Linked DNA regions of Mus musculus: regions 1, 3, 4, 5 and 6 are each linked to region 2. The links are chromatin contacts, called in public Hi-C and HiChIP or PLAC-seq maps. All regions are on one chromosome and are shown on one strand. The core of a region is the stretch at or near the end of the contact, and the rest is flanking DNA. Distances in the headings are between cores, read along the strand shown.

Evidence for each region. A called contact is a pair of places that touch in the nucleus more often than the background predicts. HiChIP or PLAC-seq counts read pairs in DNA pulled down with a chosen protein or histone mark.
Region 1: a contact with region 2 is called in an H3K27ac HiChIP or PLAC-seq map of heart atrium, with 8 times the contacts expected there. The contact joins the enhancer-like site here to the promoter of Epha4 in region 2. A contact is called at or near these places in 1 of 39 promoter capture datasets (hippocampal neurons), 8 of 484 Hi-C or Micro-C datasets (cerebellar granule neurons, cortical glia, embryonic fibroblasts and 3 more), 19 of 115 datasets of contacts at active chromatin or transcription factors (craniofacial prominence, differentiating embryonic stem cells, embryonic basal ganglia and 11 more) and 3 of 9 other capture datasets (embryonic stem cells, embryonic trunk and liver).
Region 3: a contact with region 2 is called in an H3K4me3 HiChIP or PLAC-seq map of craniofacial prominence, with 5 times the contacts expected there. The contact joins the enhancer-like site here to the promoter of Epha4 in region 2. A contact is called at or near these places in 4 of 39 promoter capture datasets (cancer-associated fibroblasts, cranial neural crest, hippocampal neurons and 1 more), 9 of 484 Hi-C or Micro-C datasets (cranial neural crest, embryonic stem cells, forebrain and 4 more), 15 of 115 datasets of contacts at active chromatin or transcription factors (astrocytes, craniofacial prominence, embryonic forebrain and 9 more) and 3 of 9 other capture datasets (adipose tissue, embryonic stem cells and pancreatic islet).
Region 4: an H3K4me3 HiChIP or PLAC-seq map of embryonic limb bud shows a contact between it and region 2, with 4 times the contacts expected there. The contact joins the enhancer-like site here to the promoter of Epha4 in region 2. A contact is called at or near these places in 7 of 39 promoter capture datasets (the 3T3-L1 cell line, embryonic stem cells, hematopoietic stem and progenitor cells and 3 more), 3 of 484 Hi-C or Micro-C datasets (brain, embryonic stem cells and palatal mesenchyme), 17 of 115 datasets of contacts at active chromatin or transcription factors (astrocytes, bone marrow-derived macrophages, craniofacial prominence and 10 more) and 1 of 9 other capture datasets (embryonic stem cells).
Region 5: a contact with region 2 is called in an H3K27ac HiChIP or PLAC-seq map of heart atrium, with 4 times the contacts expected there. The contact joins the enhancer-like site here to the promoter of Epha4 in region 2. A contact is called at or near these places in 4 of 39 promoter capture datasets (embryonic stem cells, stem cell-derived epiblast-like cells and trophoblast stem cells), 1 of 15 datasets of contacts at CTCF or cohesin (embryonic stem cells), 8 of 484 Hi-C or Micro-C datasets (embryonic fibroblasts, embryonic stem cells, epidermal suprabasal cells and 4 more), 24 of 115 datasets of contacts at active chromatin or transcription factors (astrocytes, craniofacial prominence, differentiating embryonic stem cells and 12 more) and 2 of 9 other capture datasets (embryonic stem cells and pancreatic islet).
Region 6: a Hi-C map of cerebral cortex shows a contact between it and region 2, with 2.0 times the contacts expected there. The contact joins the enhancer-like site here to the promoter of Epha4 in region 2. A contact is called at or near these places in 1 of 39 promoter capture datasets (hippocampal neurons), 1 of 484 Hi-C or Micro-C datasets (cerebral cortex) and 1 of 115 datasets of contacts at active chromatin or transcription factors (embryonic basal ganglia).

Annotation. Positions count from the first base shown.
Region 1 is chr1:77,060,074-77,062,883 of GRCm38.p6, forward strand. No RefSeq gene overlaps it. Among named protein-coding and RNA genes, the nearest start is that of Mir6352, 440 kb to the right of the region's middle. Within about 2 kb of position 1,263, at least 4 of the 459 cell types and tissues checked have an H3K27ac peak or open chromatin away from gene starts, as enhancers often do. A contact at or near this core is called in heart atrium, where this site is marked.
Region 2 is chr1:77,513,467-77,516,401 of GRCm38.p6, forward strand. Epha4 (Eph receptor A4) reads right to left here and starts at 1,622. Exons shown (of 18, transcript NM_007936.3): 1 at 1,475-1,622. The coding sequence starts at 1,565.
Region 3 is chr1:77,225,755-77,228,662 of GRCm38.p6, forward strand. No RefSeq gene overlaps it. Among named protein-coding and RNA genes, the nearest start is that of Mir6352, 270 kb to the right of the region's middle. Within about 2 kb of position 1,532, at least 28 of the 459 cell types and tissues checked have an H3K27ac peak or open chromatin away from gene starts, as enhancers often do. A contact at or near this core is called in craniofacial prominence and embryonic limb bud, where this site is marked.
Region 4 is chr1:77,139,803-77,142,502 of GRCm38.p6, forward strand. No RefSeq gene overlaps it. Among named protein-coding and RNA genes, the nearest start is that of Mir6352, 360 kb to the right of the region's middle. Within about 2 kb of position 1,324, at least 16 of the 459 cell types and tissues checked have an H3K27ac peak or open chromatin away from gene starts, as enhancers often do. A contact at or near this core is called in craniofacial prominence, embryonic limb bud and fibro-adipogenic progenitors, where this site is marked.
Region 5 is chr1:77,243,433-77,246,157 of GRCm38.p6, forward strand. No RefSeq gene overlaps it. Among named protein-coding and RNA genes, the nearest start is that of Mir6352, 250 kb to the right of the region's middle. Within about 2 kb of position 1,414, at least 8 of the 459 cell types and tissues checked have an H3K27ac peak or open chromatin away from gene starts, as enhancers often do. A contact at or near this core is called in heart atrium, where this site is marked.
Region 6 is chr1:77,823,465-77,826,480 of GRCm38.p6, forward strand. The region is part of intron 2 of Gm33083 (a long non-coding RNA gene); the gene reads right to left. The region is part of intron 1 of Gm33030 (a long non-coding RNA gene); the gene reads left to right. Among named protein-coding and RNA genes, the nearest start is that of Gm33030, 11 kb to the left of the region's middle. Within about 2 kb of position 1,442, at least 31 of the 459 cell types and tissues checked have an H3K27ac peak or open chromatin away from gene starts, as enhancers often do. A contact at or near this core is called in cerebral cortex, embryonic basal ganglia and hippocampal neurons, where this site is marked.

The DNA.
Region 1 (2,810 bases), core at 13-2,512, 450 kb before region 2:
AGCGAGGGGATAGAGAAAGAAGAGGCTGGGAACACACACACACACACACAGAGAGAGAGAGAGAGAGAGAGAGAGAGAGAGAGAGAGAGAGAGAGAGAGAGAGAGAGAGAGAGGATGGAGAGAGGATGGAGAGAGGACAGGGAGAAAGAGCTCACAAAATATTTTTATGTGCTAATAAAATATACACTTCAGTTCGGATCGCTACTGAGTTACCAAAGCATGGAGATAGCTTCTCTGAGGAGGGAATCGAGGTGCCAGAGAATGAGCAGGGAGTGGCCAGGCATTATTAATTGCTCATCTCCTATGTGGTATGTGGTATGCCTGCTCTACAGGTGTTGATGGTAAAGCTCAGAGCATAGCAGAGCAGGGCTTAGCCCAGGTAAACCAGCCAGTCATGACAGGCAGAACGGCATCCCTATCCTTTAGTCATAGCTCAGTCTTCCCCCTCCAAGATGGATCAGCGAGTGCACACTAATGGTGGGCCTCATTCTTCTTAGATGGAGCATGGATCATGTAACTGGAAAGATTCAGATCCAATCTGAACAGCATCACTATCATGCAAGAACTCAAACTTCTTCTTCCTTTGGGGGAGAATGGAAAAAGGTCATCCAAATCTTCAACCCCCCCCCCTGTAATTTATGGAAAAAAAAGTAGAACATTAGAAACACACTCCTGGTGAGTTTCTACTGGTACTCACTAGAAAAAGTACCAGTAATGATTTTATATTATTTTCAATTTTAAAAAAATCTTTAAATGTTAACCAAAAGAGGATCTGATTTCACCAAAGCTAGAAAGCAACTTGTCGACAACATTGTCCTTTTTAAATCCCCAAAAGTCCATTTATGGGGTCACGTAGTGAGTGTTTGCTTCCTATTATATTTGGTCACAGTAAGGGGACCTTGGGAATAGAAAGGTTAGCACTATAAAAGTTCTGTCATCAAATATGGCAAACCCTGGTGGAAGAGGCTGCAGTGAAAAGAGCAACTTGTTTTTGATGCAGTTCTGTGAGGGGACATGTTGGTCACCACATTCAGCCCTGAAAGCAAAGGAAAAAGCAGACCACCAGGCCAAAGAACTGGGCGATGATAGCCTTTGGATCGACTCTGTGATAGTCAACAGCCAGGTACCCAGACAGGCAAGTGGCTGCTGAGTTCCAAGAGAGAAATGACAGAGGTTGCCAGGAATTCAGGGAAGAGATAGGAAGGGACAGCACTGGAAGAGAAGCTGAAGCCAGAAACAAGTTGCAAAGCTTGATTCTTTTACAGCCATGGAGAGGTGCTGAACTATTTAGAGAAGATGCGCTACACGTCAGAATTGCTCTTTGGGTACACGACTGAAGATCTGGATGTGGATCAGGAAATGTTTACAGCAGGATTCGTATGACGAGAACATGTCCAAAGCAAAGGAACACACACACACGCACACAAACAAAAAGCTGAGTTCCACCATGTAAAATATGACCTCATTAACATACCCCTTGCTATGAAGAAAATTGGTGTTTCAACCCAGGTTGAACTAAAGTTTACCTTTGAATTGTTGCAAAATTGTTTAAGGGAAGTGTCGAATGGAGAGACTCTTTTATAGACAAGATTGCTATGCTTCTGCTTTTTAAAGAGAAGCTGCTTTTTTTCTTTCTTTCTGACTTCAGTGCAGTCCTGGGGTAACCATTTAAACATCAAAAATGTACTTGGATAATTACAAATATTGAATGTTAGTTATTCATTAAGGCAGACCTGGCATTTCACTGATCTTAAAATTATAAACCTGCAATGAAAAAAAAAAAAGCCTAACACATCAGTAATTTAGACCTGGCTTCTCTCCAAAGGTAGGGTTTACTTTACCGGCTTTAACTGATTTGCTCACAATGTTATCAGGCAATTTTGGAATTGTGTAGCCAAAATCTAAATGGCTTTTAATAGCCTCACAGAATTAATATGTCTTCTATAATGTGCACAATTTATTCCCTCATGCCAGTGCATTCTGGTTCACTGATTATTAGATTCTGGGATCATTTGTAGGAAAAATAGATGTATGAAAGATCTCTTGTAGATTTTCCCCTTTTTGTTTGATTTTGTTTATTTTCCTTGGGTCTCTTCTGTAGATAGTCATTCATTTCTCAAATATTGGGCACATTGTGTGCCAGATGTTGCAATGCATTGTGGGACCTGGGTGAAGAAGATTTAGTTCTTGTCTTCAAAGGATCCACCCTATGGTAAGGGATACTAGAAGAGAAATGAGATGTATTTAAAGGATGCAATAAATCCCGTGGCAGGAGCTTAACTCAGGTCTTGAGGAACATGGAAAAGCTAGCCCCAACCTGTGGACCTAGCTTCTCTGAGCATGGTTGTTTCTTTGAGAGCCTGATTAAAACCTATCACTGACAAAAGGCATTTTGGACAAAGAGGGAGACACAAACAAACAATATATGCTAGAGAAAGTTAATTAGCTAAGACTGAACAGCGGTGTTTTGTGTAGAAAATGGAAGAGGTGTGAACTGCCAACAGAAGTGAAGCATCTGACACAGGCTTTGCATTCCATGCTAAGTATCTTGGCAGCTGGGAAAGTGTCTGAACCAGAGTTCCAGGCCAGCCTCCAGCTTCCTAGGCAGAGGATGCCCTTTTTGTCTGTCCTCGTCATTCCCTGAAGGTGTTGGCATCCTGATCAAGTGACAGAGCAACAGTAGATTAGGAGAAATCAAGAGGCGAAGCCCAAAGATACAAGTTTCTGACCTGGATCTTGGCAGGGAGATCTTGAGAGGTAGTGGCCATGAAAAACTTAGGCCCAGGCAAGGTAGTACAGGCCTTTAACCC
Region 2 (2,935 bases), core at 372-2,871:
CGAGGTGCTAAATCGAAGCCACAACCCCTGGAATGTGACGGAGTAGGGGAGAGACCACTCTTCTACCCCCACTGTCCCCTCCTCCGCCCCGGCACTGCCTGTGGGCAGGTGTACGACAAGGTCCAAACCTCTGCCTGGAGAGCTCCGGGTACCCTCTGTCTAGCCAAGCCTAAGTTGGTTTTTGGCTCCCTCCTTCGGAACAGAAAAAATGATAGTGGATTGCACAGGAATAGCTAGATGGACTGATGCCTGGGGAGACGGAGGCTGGCTGGCTGGATGGATAGATAGATGGATGTACGGAGTGGGAAGAATCGATGAGACAGATGCACAGCTAATGCGCGCAGGTTGGAACACGAACACAGGCCGGAGCCCACGTTCACACACTGTGCGCACTCGCTTACCCGGCACAAAACGTCCAGGTTCCTGCAGACACCCGCGCCAGGCACACATTTGCCCTCAAACACACACACACACACACACACACACACACACACACACACACACACACACACACGAGAGGAGGGGGAGAGAGACAGACAGAGATAGAGAGACAGGGACACATAAGGACAGAAATAGACACAGAGAGTGTTCCTTTCCCCCTAGGCCCATCACAAACTAAATGGTCACCACCTCTCCCCTCACCTCGGACAGAAAAACAGACAAACAATCCTTCCAGAACGTCGCAATAGACAAACAGAAAACGGCACACGAATGGGTCCCGTCGGTCATGCCTGTCCTTCTAGACTAGTCCAGTACCCCATACTGGAGAGAGAAGCTTACAGTGGGGTATGTTTAATTCGCTGACTGGTCCCCTAGTTTTGCTGGATGAGCTAAGGATCTGGGGTAGGGGAGAGGTAGGCCTGAGATTGCAACCTCCAGGGTGCGCGGCCCGATGGAGAAAAAGGTGTCTGAGGCCCGGTGCTAGAAATCAGGTCACCGGCGCCCGACAAGCGGCGCCACCACCGCTGCGCGCTCCGGAGACCAAGCAGCCGGGTCCCGGGAAGCGCTGCGCTGGGAAAACTTTGCAAAAACCCGGGCTCGCAAGGCTTGGACAAGAGGCCGGGCGCTCTGCGCTCTACGTTTGGGTTTCCCTTCTCGCCTGTGCTGCTGATGTAGAGGACTTTGCTCACACGTTTTTTTGTTTTGTTTTCAAATCCCGGTGTATCCCCTCGGGGCGCCTTGAGCCGGCCCTGCAGGCGGATGCTGATAAACTTTGGCCTTTCGCTACAAACTTGGGCAGAGTGGCAGCTTGCATCGGTCACCCTTCTCAGTTCAGACAGCCTGATCCTCCTCAGTCCCCACTTAAGAGGATCCCCTCTGTTCGGCACTCTTCTCCGGAGTGGGAACGCGAGGCTCATGCCGCGCTCTCCACCCCCCGCCCCCCACCCTAACTGGTTCTGAGCTCCAGAAGACCATTCATCAGTGAATCACCCCCTCCGGGTCCCGGACCGCATAAGGGCTGCCGGGCTCTTACCTTCATTCGCGGGGTATACCCTAGAACCGGTGACAGCGTCGCAAATTCCAAAGAGAAACGAAAAGAGGATGAAATAGAAAATCCCAGCCATGGTTCGCCGGTGCCAACGCTGCTCCTGCCGCTTCTATCCCAGTGGAATAAATGCTTAAGTTAGGAGTGCAGCAGTCTGAAGACATTGCCAAGAGGGTGGGACCGGCCCGTGACGTACACCCGCCAGTCCAGAGCTCGTGACCAATAGCAGTGCAGAACCAGCGCCACGTCCCCACCCCCACGGTGCAGAGCCCACCCCCGAGGTCCCGCCCCCTCCAGCCTCCGCAGGGCTCAAGGTCTCCCGAGGCTGGCTTCCCAGCAGTGATGGGTCTGTGCCCCCACGAGAGGCCCCAGACCTTGTCTCGATCCTTGGGGATCGATCCCTTGGACGGCAGAGGGAACTTCGAGAGACTCCGAAAGGACGGTGGGGAAGGCCAGAAAACGTTGGCATTCCCCGCCCGGCCCCAAGTCCGGAGGTGTGCGAGGGAGAAAAGACTCCTGTTGAGATGAAATAAGTCTGAAGTTGACCTGCACCTTGGCTCTTGCCCCTTGCCGAGGTCGTCGGGTCTCTGTACTGTCCACCCCAGCTAAGGTCGGGCGCTCTCTGCTGCACGCAGCCACCCTCACTGCCAGGTTTTGTGTCTTTATGGCGTTCCTCCGTGGGAAATGCTTTGGGCTGGGGGACTTTCGTAGCTTGATAATTCCTTTCCTTCTTAGTTACCTAGCCAGGGGGACCCAGTCATCTCCCCAGCAGCAGAGCGCGGTCACTTGTCCCCAATCTTCCTAACGTTTGGAAGTGATCCCTGGCCAGGTCCGGGTGTTCACATCGACCGAGCCCACTACGGGACTATGAAGGGAGAAATCACCTCGCGACAGCCCTAGCTACCGGGAACTCACTGTGCTTTCCAGGGAGTGTCCCTGGAACCACTTCTAGCCATTCCTGGACACTTAGGTGTAGAAGGGGAAGGTTGTAAGAATGCGAGCACCTGCTGCACAGAAGGGACAGACAGAGGGTCGCAAGCTGCCTGGAGCAGCTACTGTGGCTCTGAACTCCGAAGTCTCCCCGGTACTGATGGGGACAGTCTCCCAGGGGACCAAAATGAGAGGCTCTACCCGCAGAAACTTGTCCCACAACCCCGCGTTGTTCTGGGTGCCAACCATCGACTTCCCAGGGACGCAGACACCATCCGGTCCTCCGATGCTCAGGCCACCGGGGAAGCCAATTTGAGCGCCAACCGCAGCTCAGCTAGCTACCAAGGGACCCGCCCCAGTTGAAACTGGGTGGCTGGTCCCCAGGCGTTTGAAGGGGTGGGATTCCAAAAGATCCACCTTCCGTGCTCGCCTCAAGCTGCCCCTCCTTTGGCTCCCTCCCGGGCCAGATTTTCCTCCTCCAAGTCTGGGTCTCAGCCTGAGTGGAGTTTGAGTGGAGGC
Region 3 (2,908 bases), core at 282-2,781, 290 kb before region 2:
GGGAGTGCCAACTTTTGAAGGGATATAGGCAGCCCGTATCCCATTTAGGGAAAGATTTTGCCGTACTCCAAAGAAACCAAGCAAAGTGATTTTTATTTTTTTAACTGCTGAGGCTGGTGGGATAGCTCAGTGGTAAACAGCACTTGTCGCTCTTCAGAGGCCTGGGTTCTTTCCTCAGCACCCACAGAATGGCTCACGGCCATCTGTAATCCCAGTTCCAGGGGACCCCAGGCCTACTTGCAGCCGCTGAGGCACCAGACACCCATGTGGTACACATACATACACACATACATACACGTATGGAAAACACTCATATGCATAAAATAAAAATAAATAAAATCTTTCTAAAATAAATTAAATATACAGAATGGCAGTAATGATGTTGGGTTTTGTGTGAGGGGTATAGAAGACACAAACAAACACAACTGGTTACCTATGGCAGTGACTTCGTTCTGATTCTCAGCAGCTTGGGCTGTAGATGCGGTCACGCCATTTCTTTATCAAAGGAATAGCTGCAAGCTCTTTACCATCTCTTCAGGCCTCTGTGGTTGTTCTGCTCGCCTGGGTCAGAAGTGGATATATATATATATATATATATATATATATATATATATATATAAAACAGCCTTCTTGTGCTTGAACTTGAAAGAGGCATAAGTCATCTGTACAAGATCTGTGTTGCAGCAAAATGTAATTTTTTTCCCTCCGACAATGTGTTTGTGGTTCTTAAGTTATCTTGATGGCCAAGAGAAATCTGTTCTGTGTGGCAGGCTTTTCTGACTTTAAAATGTCACATGCCACCACCCCATCCCTACCCCCAGCCTCTCAACTGAGTCACAAATTGATTTGACTCTCTGATAGGTTAAAAAAATAATTTCCTGAAAATTAAAAGTCTGGCACAATACTACACTAAAAGTCCATTTATCTTGTCTGTTTTTATAAAGCTTCACTGCAGCATCTGGCCAAGTGCCCACTGCTAGTAACAAAGAACCCTAGGGACACTTGGCAAGAGAGACTTTGCTTCTAAGAACCTGAAAGTGATCCTGAGCTTCCTAACACACGGTTTTAAAAGCTTACAATTAGGCTCTGTAATAGTATCTTGTGTATGATCTTAAAAAGTAAAGAACAAGTCAAGTGACTTTGGCGGGAAAGTGGCAATCGAATGGCCACATATGGCATGCACGGGAAGAGTGCCCTCTACCCCTTCACAGACATCAGTCAGAGAAAAATGGATCCCTCAAGAGTCCCTGTTATTATAAAAGATAATGGCTGGAGATTATCTAGATGGGGCCCGAGCAATGACTCCCTCTTGTTTAATCAGCCACAACGTGTGCTAAGCCCTCTCCTCAGCTCCATATAAACCAGGCTAATCTTTCCACTTCCCTGCAGGAAACGACCATGGGCACTTGTTTACGAAGCACTCTGGTATTGAGTAAACCCTTCCCTTCTCTCCTGTCTTTCCCCACCGAGCAGTTGAGAAAGAGATTTCCAACATTCCCCGTCTGAGACTGATTGCACCTTCCTGTTCACGTCAAGTTGAAGCATTCCACCCACAAAGCAGCCAGGCAGCCTGAGGAGTGTGGGCTTTCCCGGTGACTCTGGAACTAACCAAAGGATTACACCGCAGCCTCCTGCCTTTGAAGCTGGGAAAGAGAAATGGTCTGTGAAGGATCCTTTTGCTCTGAATGCCTCTGGAGGAAGTTAGCGTTGTGTTGAAGAGATTGCAGGCACACGGCGCCCCATTTGATAGGAGGTTTCCCCTTTCTGACCACAGCTCTACACAACAGATTCTTCTTTATCATGGAAAAGGGACAAAGCTACTTTGTCCCTGACTTTATAATCAATAGTTATTCTGCTTCAGTGATTTACCCTCAACCTATGACCCATAAACCCAATACTTCTCGCCGGTGAATTCCTTACACCGAAACCATTGATACCAAATTCCTATGTGATTGAGAATTAGGCTTTTTGCTTTATTGCATTTAGAATTTCAGATGATTTTTTTTTCTTTCTTTATTAAATTAAGTCTTTTAGAAGGGCTTGAAACTGTTCTGGGGCATGACCAAAGACGTAATTCCATCTGTTTTGTTTTTCTTATTCATGACATAGATGATTTTATTTTAAACAGTGCATGCATTTCACTTTAATTCTTCATGTCTGTCAGAACACATCGCCTGTGATGTGTGGAGATTCGGCCATGGCTCTCTGCAAGAAGACTTAGGCAGAAAGTGAAAACAGCTTTGAACAAAAACAGTCGGCTGAAAGAGGAAGTGAAGCGATTATGAGATTGTTATATACCCCTTCTGTGCTGAGAGAAAGGGTTAAAGAGATGCTGTGGGTACCAGAACCCTGTAGGAAGTTGTTTTCCTCTAATTAGTGTACATTGGATCCCTTTGGCCTAGACAGGTGTCAAATGTCCGAGTGACTGTAGCCAGTGTCTCTTTTGAGTGTTTTGTGGAAAGGATGTAAGCCAGGGATGGAGCAGCCACGTAAATGAAGCCCTCCTTTGGGAATGTTCCTCAGTCTCCCCTTATTAGAACTGAGCTGTCCCAGGGCAGAAGCTTCTCTCTCTAAAGCAGCGGTTCCCACCCTTCGTAATGCTGCAACCCTTTAACACAGTTCCTCCTGTTGTGGTGACCCCAACCATAAAATTATTCTCCCTGCTACTTCACATCTGTAATTTGGCTACTGGTATGAATCTTAATGTCTATATCTGATATGTAGATGGTCTCAAGTAGCCTCTGTGAAAAGGTTTTCGACTTTTAAAGTGGTCATGACCCACAGGTTGAGAACCAGTGATCTAAAGATTGTCTGTCCTTATCACTACACCTCTAAATGCTTGAGCTTACATGACCTCTCTAGCTGCAGTACTAGAGAGACCAGAATTCTAAGGTCCAATGGATAAACA
Region 4 (2,700 bases), core at 74-2,573, 370 kb before region 2:
CTGGAACTCCCTTTGTAGAATAGGCTGGCCTTGAACTCGCAGAGATCCACCTGCCTCTGCCTCCCATATGCTGAAATTAGAGGATTGTGCCACCACAGCTGTGTGGGTTTTTTTGTCCCCATAGCTGTTTGAACGAATACATGTCCCATACATATATTCTGTATGGGACTCGGTAGTTTTCTATAAGGGATCGGTTTCTGTTAGCTCTAACAGGTTCCTGAGGATGGCTCCACAAGTATAAATATATAGGCAACATAAATTGGACTTGGTGCTTATAAAAACAAAACAAAAAAAAAAACACAGAGGGTATGAGTTGAGAGTGGGCAGGGGTGGGTAGACATGGGAGGAAGGAAGGGACGCGATGGGGAATAAATACAATCAAAGTACATTCCATGCCTCTATGGGATTCTCAAAAGATTAATTAAAAATATATAATATGTAATATTTACAGGCTATATAAATATATTACATATATATACTATGTAATATATTATAGAAGATAGATAGATAGATATAGATAGATAGATAGATAGATAGATAGATAGATAGATAGATAGATAGATAGATAGAGATATAAATAGTCTGAATCTAGTCTATGAATAAACAGATTTGGGTTTACTTGTTAGGCTGCTACAAGCCTAACAGTTTGTTTCCAACTCTAATTGAAAGTAAAATCTCATTGCTTAAAATTGACATACATAAGACATTGTAAAGCTGTGCTTGCCACCCTGTCTCTTTTATTTTGCTTTCATGTTTAACCAAGGTGGATTGCTCAGTGCTATTTACATCCAATGAGCCTTTCAAAAGGACTGCTGGAGACACCTGAAAAAGCATTACCCTTTAAAGCATCTGCCAGGGATGGAATAAAGCCCCAGTCGCTTCAGGTCTCTGAAAGGGACTCTTCTCATGTCTGCTGGGAGAACAGGCTGGCACTGCCTTACAACTCAAAGCCATGGTAAGTAGCTTTTTTGTTTCTGTCTCCAGTGGGCAAACAGGAGAGTCTCCAGGAGGGCAATGTGGGCATATAGAAACTGTTTAGCTTCTGTTTCTCTCTTGCCTTGCAAACACGACCAAGAAGGAGGATACCATTAGTCCAGTTCCCTTCCAGGAAGCCTGCAACCCTATCCAAGCTTTCAGAAAGAGTTAGGTTTTAGGGGACTGAAACTTTAGCCACTCCTGTACACTGCTCTGGTCGGAGTCCTGCGATTGCTTCATTATTTCTCTCCTGGGGATTCAGTGGATTCGGTTCAAGCACTGTTGAACGCGATGCTGTATTAATTGCCCTGGAGGGTAGCGAGGCCTTTGAACTGTGGCTGTGAGGGATATTTTGCTGTAAGACATGTGTCAGCACTTGGCTGGTTAACTCTAGGGCTCTGCTCTGCAGCATGCTGGGACCAAGGATCTGGAAAACTACTTTCCATCCTAATCTTCCATCTGTTTTCCATCATGGAGTGAGATTGACTGGCCATTCTAACCAGGAAGCGTCATTCTGGAATAGCCAGAATCGAAGTACAAATATTGGACTGTCAAAGAATATTAAGAATTTTCCATCCTCTTTTCAAGTTCTCCCAAACAGCTGGCACATATAGGTAAATGGGTGATGCAATGGGTTAGTTGGCTAACCTTTCACCCCAACAGGAATCATATGGGTGTAAGTTATATGTCAGTATTACAATATTGAAACTCAAATTGAAGATGATCTCTATGCTTTCAATAAAAAAATTGAGCCTCGTTTTTCACTGGCCTAATTGGGAGCCCACTCTAAGTTTCCCACACCGCTCAGAGCTCACTAGTACTTGGTTCAAAAGCAGTTTCAGCTCAAAAGCAATCGGCACCCTATTTCAGAGAGCAGTGGATGGTGGATTCAGCCAGACGGTTTCTCCCTTCCTCTAACCTTCCTCAATAGTACCGGCCATCCCGTTGCTACCAAAGCAGACAACTAAACAAGTTTATAGTTATACAGTCAATGCAAGGAGTAAATTCTAGACTGTGTTAGAAGCTTACATCCCCATTTCTGCCTCCACTGTTGATTTTAATATGGGATAAATAATAACATTCTCCCTATTGTTCAACATCCACAAAAATGAGGCTTTCTCACACTGGCCAACCCCAATGACATTAAAAGCTTGTAACAATGTGTTTATGCTAAATGCTAATCGAAAAAGTTCTACTTTTGTTTAGTTCTGCCTGCTTGCAAAAGTTATAAAGGAACTATTTAAGAAATCCTCCACTTCAGCTCGGATGCCACTTCATCCTTCTACTAAGAGGGACGGTAAATTTGACCTGGCAATAAAAATACAAATTTTGCCTTGAAAATACCAGTATTAGCTCCTGGTTTTCGACACCATAACAGATTGCATTACCAAGCCGTACTTATACTCCTGGCCATGTGAATAAATACCGGGTGCCCTTTGGTATCATCTGGATGCTATACTCTCTCAAACAAGCCTGGCCAGTCTTACCTCGTAGCATCTCAGATTTACTGGTGTTATGGATGTGAATGCATGTGGTGTTGGAAAGAAGTCGGTGAATTCTAAATTTCTACTGAAGTAGCACCTGTGAGAATCATTTGTCCTTAAACTTCTATGACAAAAACAATGTAAAGAAAAGACATTGATCATCTATCTGTCCATATGACTCTGCAGCACTTGACCCCCAAACACTCACACACATGCACACACACACACTACTGTGTACTAC
Region 5 (2,725 bases), core at 164-2,663, 270 kb before region 2:
AGAGCCTGTAAATGCATAGTCTAACTTTTATTTCTGTTTTCTTCACTTTGAGTATTTTATTTTAGGCCTGTACCTTTTATTTTTGAGAACATTTTGATAATAAGAATGATGAAGGAGTAATGCCCTGGGTTTTATGTAGTTATGATCCATGTGATGGATTAGTTAAATAATTTGATGGAATCATAAGGTTTGAAGATACCCATTTAGAGCTTCCTTAGAATATAATTCTGTGATCATCTCCCCAGAGCAAGCAGACAGCGCTGGAAGAAGAATGTCTAGAAGAGACAGTGTTTGAGGTCCTTTAAGGTGGAAAGCCTCTGTGGGCACTGGCTTATGAAACCTGGCTTGTTTTTGTCTAGCTTAGTGTATTCAAAGATCGCTCATCAAAGTACCTTTCACCTTTCTTCCACTCGCTCTGATTTTCCTACAGAAGAGGAGAAAAGGAGAGACAATTATAGTATTTTATAGTCAGGGGACTATGGATGAAGTTAGCACTTTATGTGCTCATGACAAGGGCAGGTGCTTCGAAAACAGTGAGGGTCATACTTGTTAGAAATATAAGAGCAGGGGCTGAAGAGATAGCTCAAGAGTTAAAAATCCTTCCTGCACTTCCAAAGGACATGGGTTCAGTTCCTGGTACCCACTTGGCCGCTCACAACTACTTGTAACTCCAGTTTAAGGAGCCTTTAGTTGTTTGTTATAATTTTATTTTAATTTAAAAAGGAAATAATAATTCTTTACACACAAGCACACAAATCCAGCCATAACTGTGTCCCAGAAAGATAATTTACCTTGTGTTGCATCATTATTAAGTATATTTTTCAAGTAACAAAACATACATAAAAATAACAATTTTATTAAATAATTAATATTGATTTTATTAATTATGATATTCAAGTTGATGAATTATATTAAATAATAAATAATTATACTAAATAGTTAAAGTCAATATAGCAAAAATACTATTTAAACACATGATCATTATCAACAGGAAATCAGTTCCTTATTGTGCTGAGGTTTGAAAGTCAATAACTAGTTTACATTGACAGCATATTTTAATTTGGATTAGTCACGTGCCAAGGGCCACAGGTGGATAATGGCTACAATATTAACTTCAGGTAACTAATCTGAGATTTTTGCTTTTTGGTTTATTAGCTGTAGAAAGTATATCTTTGCTTGAGTTGGCTTTTATTCATTTTATGGAGGGAAAAAATACTAAGATGGAAGATTTCACTTGGAAAAATCTCAGATTTTTTGATCCTTGGGAAATGGGGATTTGAACAGCATTTGGCCATTTGAGCACACTCTCCTTCTGTAGACCTGAGATCAGCTGCAGTTCAGTGGTAACTGCCTCTACCCTGTCACTTAGAGACCATGTCACACGTGAGGGTCACCTGCTTGGCCCCACAGGGATTTATCTTACAGATAAGAAAGGAGAGATCCAGAGAAGTCACTTGTCATTCAAGCCTTGGCTGCTGACAGACCTAAAACTAACACTCTAGTTCCTGATAAGGCTTCCTGGAGACACCATTTCTTAAGAGCAAACACCAATTTTCCCATTTTAATTAGGCAAGTCAGATCCTGCTCCTTCACAGCTGTATCTGCGGTACTCAGGATCTTTCCTGTAAAAGCTACTGAACCGCTCACGAGCCGCAGTTCCTAGCAGCCTTCTTATCTCTTAGTCTGACTTTAGGCAAATTTGACTTTAAGTCAGCAGGAGAAGCCGCCCGTTTTTGAGCTTTTAGAACATCTGTCTTCCTCTCCTAGTCTTGCTTTGGTTTGTTTAGAATTTCTGAACAACTGAGCATAGGAAAATATCCCACCTGCCCCTCTCCTTCATGAGAATTAGACTGAGGTTAAAATATTAACAATTGCATGTATGAGTCTAGATGAACATATGTGAGAGTATGTATGGGTTTCAGTTAAAGTGAACTTTAAGCTTGAAATTAACTGATGGCCATAAAAGTCAGAATAGTAACTACTTTCCAGAGGAGAGGTAGATATATCAAGCTAGGAAAACTTCTGGACTGATGAACACGAGGATTTTTGATGTGCATGGTGACTTTACATCTTTTGAAAAAAATGTTGCTTTAGATTACTGTAGCCCTCCACTTTGTTCAATAAAGCAAATCACATATTTTACTGGGTCATATGGCTTTCTCATTCTCTCTCTGCATCTCTGTCTCTCTGTCTCTGTCTGTCTGTCCCTCCCTCCCTTCTTCTCTCCCTTTCTCCTTCCTTTCCTCCTTCTCTGTCTCTCTGTCTCTCTGTCTCTCTCTTTCTAATTGCCAAATAAGATGTAAAAGGATTGCTAAATGGAGTTAAGCAAATGTCATAACAAGCAACAGAGCTCAGAGTCCAAGGGCACGAGAGATAGAAACCAGTAATATATGCCCATGCTGGCTGGTAGACATCTTTAGTTTCGCCCAAGATATACAATAATCAACCTTCTATATGCTTAAATATACAATCATCTAGTTTGGAATCTTTGCAAATCAGATTTTACATCGGCCCATGCCCCAGGCCACTCAGACAGTGACTGGTGCCAGGGAGGGTAACGTGTGACGAATAGAGGCAAATTGCATTTCTTCTGCTTCGTTTATTTTGTTTAAATTGTGTTAAGTACCTAAATAATTAGTTTAAACATGTTCAAAGCCAAACTAAAATAAAAAAATATTGCAAAGGGAAAGAAAGAATGTGTCTGCCTTTATTCTCAAAACCAGTG
Region 6 (3,016 bases), core at 192-2,691, 310 kb after region 2:
GATCAGCTCCTCCAGGTACAATAAAATAGCAAAGAGAAGCCAAGGCTGATGAACTAACTTTCTATAAATGAGTGGACTCTATTCAATCTATTTTCTGAACTACTAAAATTATAGTGCCACAGCTAACCCCTGAACATGCAAGATTCTCATGCCTGGATTAAAAATCATTTTCAAAAACTCTCAAACCAAAGAACAGCAACAACAACAAAATCCCATGAAAAGCAACTCAGCAGAAACACATTGTGTTGGGGATTACAAGTGATCTAGCAATAGTTCAAGATATGCAGGAGGAGATGATATGTGTAGGTTATTAGCAAATACAGTGCTATTCTGTATGTGAGCCTCTGTGGATCTGGGCATCCATGGGCATTGTGGAGCCAATCCCCCACAGATGCCGAGGCAGAGCCTCTCTGCAGAGAAGCGATTCCTGTAGCTTCCCAATTGCACTGCCACTCTCCAATCTGCCACCCACACTGACAGCGCCATTCTTTCAGCTACATCAGTGCCTGCATCAGCACCACACAGCTTCTGCCTGCACACAATTCCATGTCGCTGCCCTCTACTCAGCTCTCTACCCCCTCCATCACTTCCTGATTTCACAGATCCTGCTGCCTGCCATTAAGCACACACACACACACACACACACACACACACACACACACACACACACACATTAATTTTTCAAAACAATTTTTAAAAGAAGAAGAAAAGAACCAGGCTGTCAGCCAAGAAAAGTTGTTAAAGCCCTGTCCACTGTAACTTCGCAGCACATTTGCTTTAATACCAAAAGAGGATTCATCTTGGCCAATGAGAGACCATTGAATATGCAGTGATTCGCCACTTGCTATAAAGCCTTGCCAACAATTCCCACTGCTGAGTTCTCTTCTGTTTTTATAATCAATTAAAAAGGCTCAGTTCGTTAGGGGCCCTTCCCCACCCCCCACCCCCACTCCTGAATTGAATATGGAGAGGGAAAGCAAGTGGCTCACAGAAAAGGCACAGGGCTCTTCTGAGAATTGTCTAGCAGGCAGCCTTCTTACAGTAACACTCCATTTTAATGGTCCTGTAATTCGAAACTGACAATGGAACCCCCACTGAAGCCCTCTCCGCAGCCTCACTCTCGCCCTAAATAAAAATGATGGTGCTGCCAGAGATAGGTCACAGCTGAGATATGAGCCTCAGCAGCTACCCCAGGGCTGGAAGCAGTGAGCCAGGATCCCTCCCCCAGTTTCAGGAAGAAATCCACTCCTCATCCCAGCCTGGGGCTATCCAGCTCTCCTCTTTCTCCTTTAGGTGAACCTCACTTACACACTGAGAGAATTACCCCTCAGTGGAGAGACACAGTAGGTGTCGGCTCTCTGAGGGTAGGATTGTTCTTCCCAGAAGGCAGTGGAAGCCTCAGAAGCCTCATTGGTTTGAATGTTCCCTTGTGGGTGAGCCAGGGACATGGGGGAGGTAGCTCCAACTCACCAGCATGACACCATTCACATAAGTACTCGGCATCCACTCATCACTAGCAGCAGATTGAAGGTAATGTTTTAAGAGGGTTTTCAAGCTGCTGGGAAATTGTGGGCTTGAGAAATGTCCTTTAAACCTTTTGAAATTCAAATTCCATTTCAGCAAAGATGTGGAAATGGGAACCAGAGGAATGGATGGAAGATTGACAGTTAGCCCATTCACCACAGTCACCCCTTGCTACCCCTGCCACCCACCGAGCCCTTCAGAAGGGCAGTTGGGTTGCTTTGCTATGCCCCTCCCAGGGCCGGGTGTGGGAAGAAGTCATAAGGGGCAGAGAGAGTTGATGTTAGGAACAGATTGACTGAGGGTCTCCTGATGAGGTGCGTGACCTGGTAGGGGATGCAGGAGGAATGCCAGACTGGTTGGTAGCTGAAGCCAGAAACAAATATGACTTTAAGCTATGGAAATATAAGGAACAGTACAGTATTGCAGAGACCAGACTAGGCTATACTCTGCTCCCCCAGTTATACCCAATCCGGTGGTGATAACGCTGACATCCAGATGGTGATAACACTGGGTAATAAAGTAATCAAGATGACCAGGCTAGATCCTGAGAAAGTCACAAAGCTTTAAAAAAAAATCCATTAACCCATATAAGGAGATGATAGCTAAATGTAGGAGCTCTAAAGGACAAAAACAGACAAAGGGGTCATACTACAAAAAAAGTGGCTGTGTGTCCCTCAACTAGACAAAGCAGGGTTCGCAATCTTCCCTTACTAGTGAGTTACTTCTCTATTAACTGGAACCAATGGTCATAGCAACTAGCTTATTAGGCTGCCTGCTATGTTAAATAAGACAGCCCATGAAAATATAAACCCAGTGCCTATTATAAATATTTAAAAACATGTCAGAAATTATTTCTCTCTATAGGAGGGGCACTATATAGCCCCCCCACCAGGTGTGTTTGCCCTCACCACCCCTTGCCTTCCCCCTTACTTCTCCAAAGAGGACCGTGTTAATGATTCAGGGTTTTACCCATAGCTCTACTGTACATGTCTAAAAGCTTCTGACAAGACCCATTAGCATTCCTACATAACTGTACAGATTATATAGATTCCTTATTCTCTATCATTGATTTTTTTCCATTTAATTTATCACCTTCCAAATCCTTCTCAGGCTAGCTGTCACGTGACATTAGCTACTGATTGAAGAGAAAGTGGCTGTTCCAGATAAGCTAGTATTAGCTTTGGGTAAGCAAGAAGTTTGTCTGTAATGACTGATGGATGGTCTGGGTTTGAGTCTAGTTGAATACACAGCTCCATGATGAACTGGAAATACACCAGATCTTACCCTATCTCCCCTTAAGCAAACTGAAAAGGAAGAAGTTCAGGGATTGAGAAATATGGAGTCTCTTGTTAGAAGGGGAAGGAGAAATGAGGAGGCATCTTCAATACACAGACTTTGAGTTCTTGTTTGAGAAAGGGCATTTATGCAAACTCTATGGTGGGAAGGAAGTTCTGGGCAAGCTTGCTTTATTTTAGTAACAACATTACTAAAG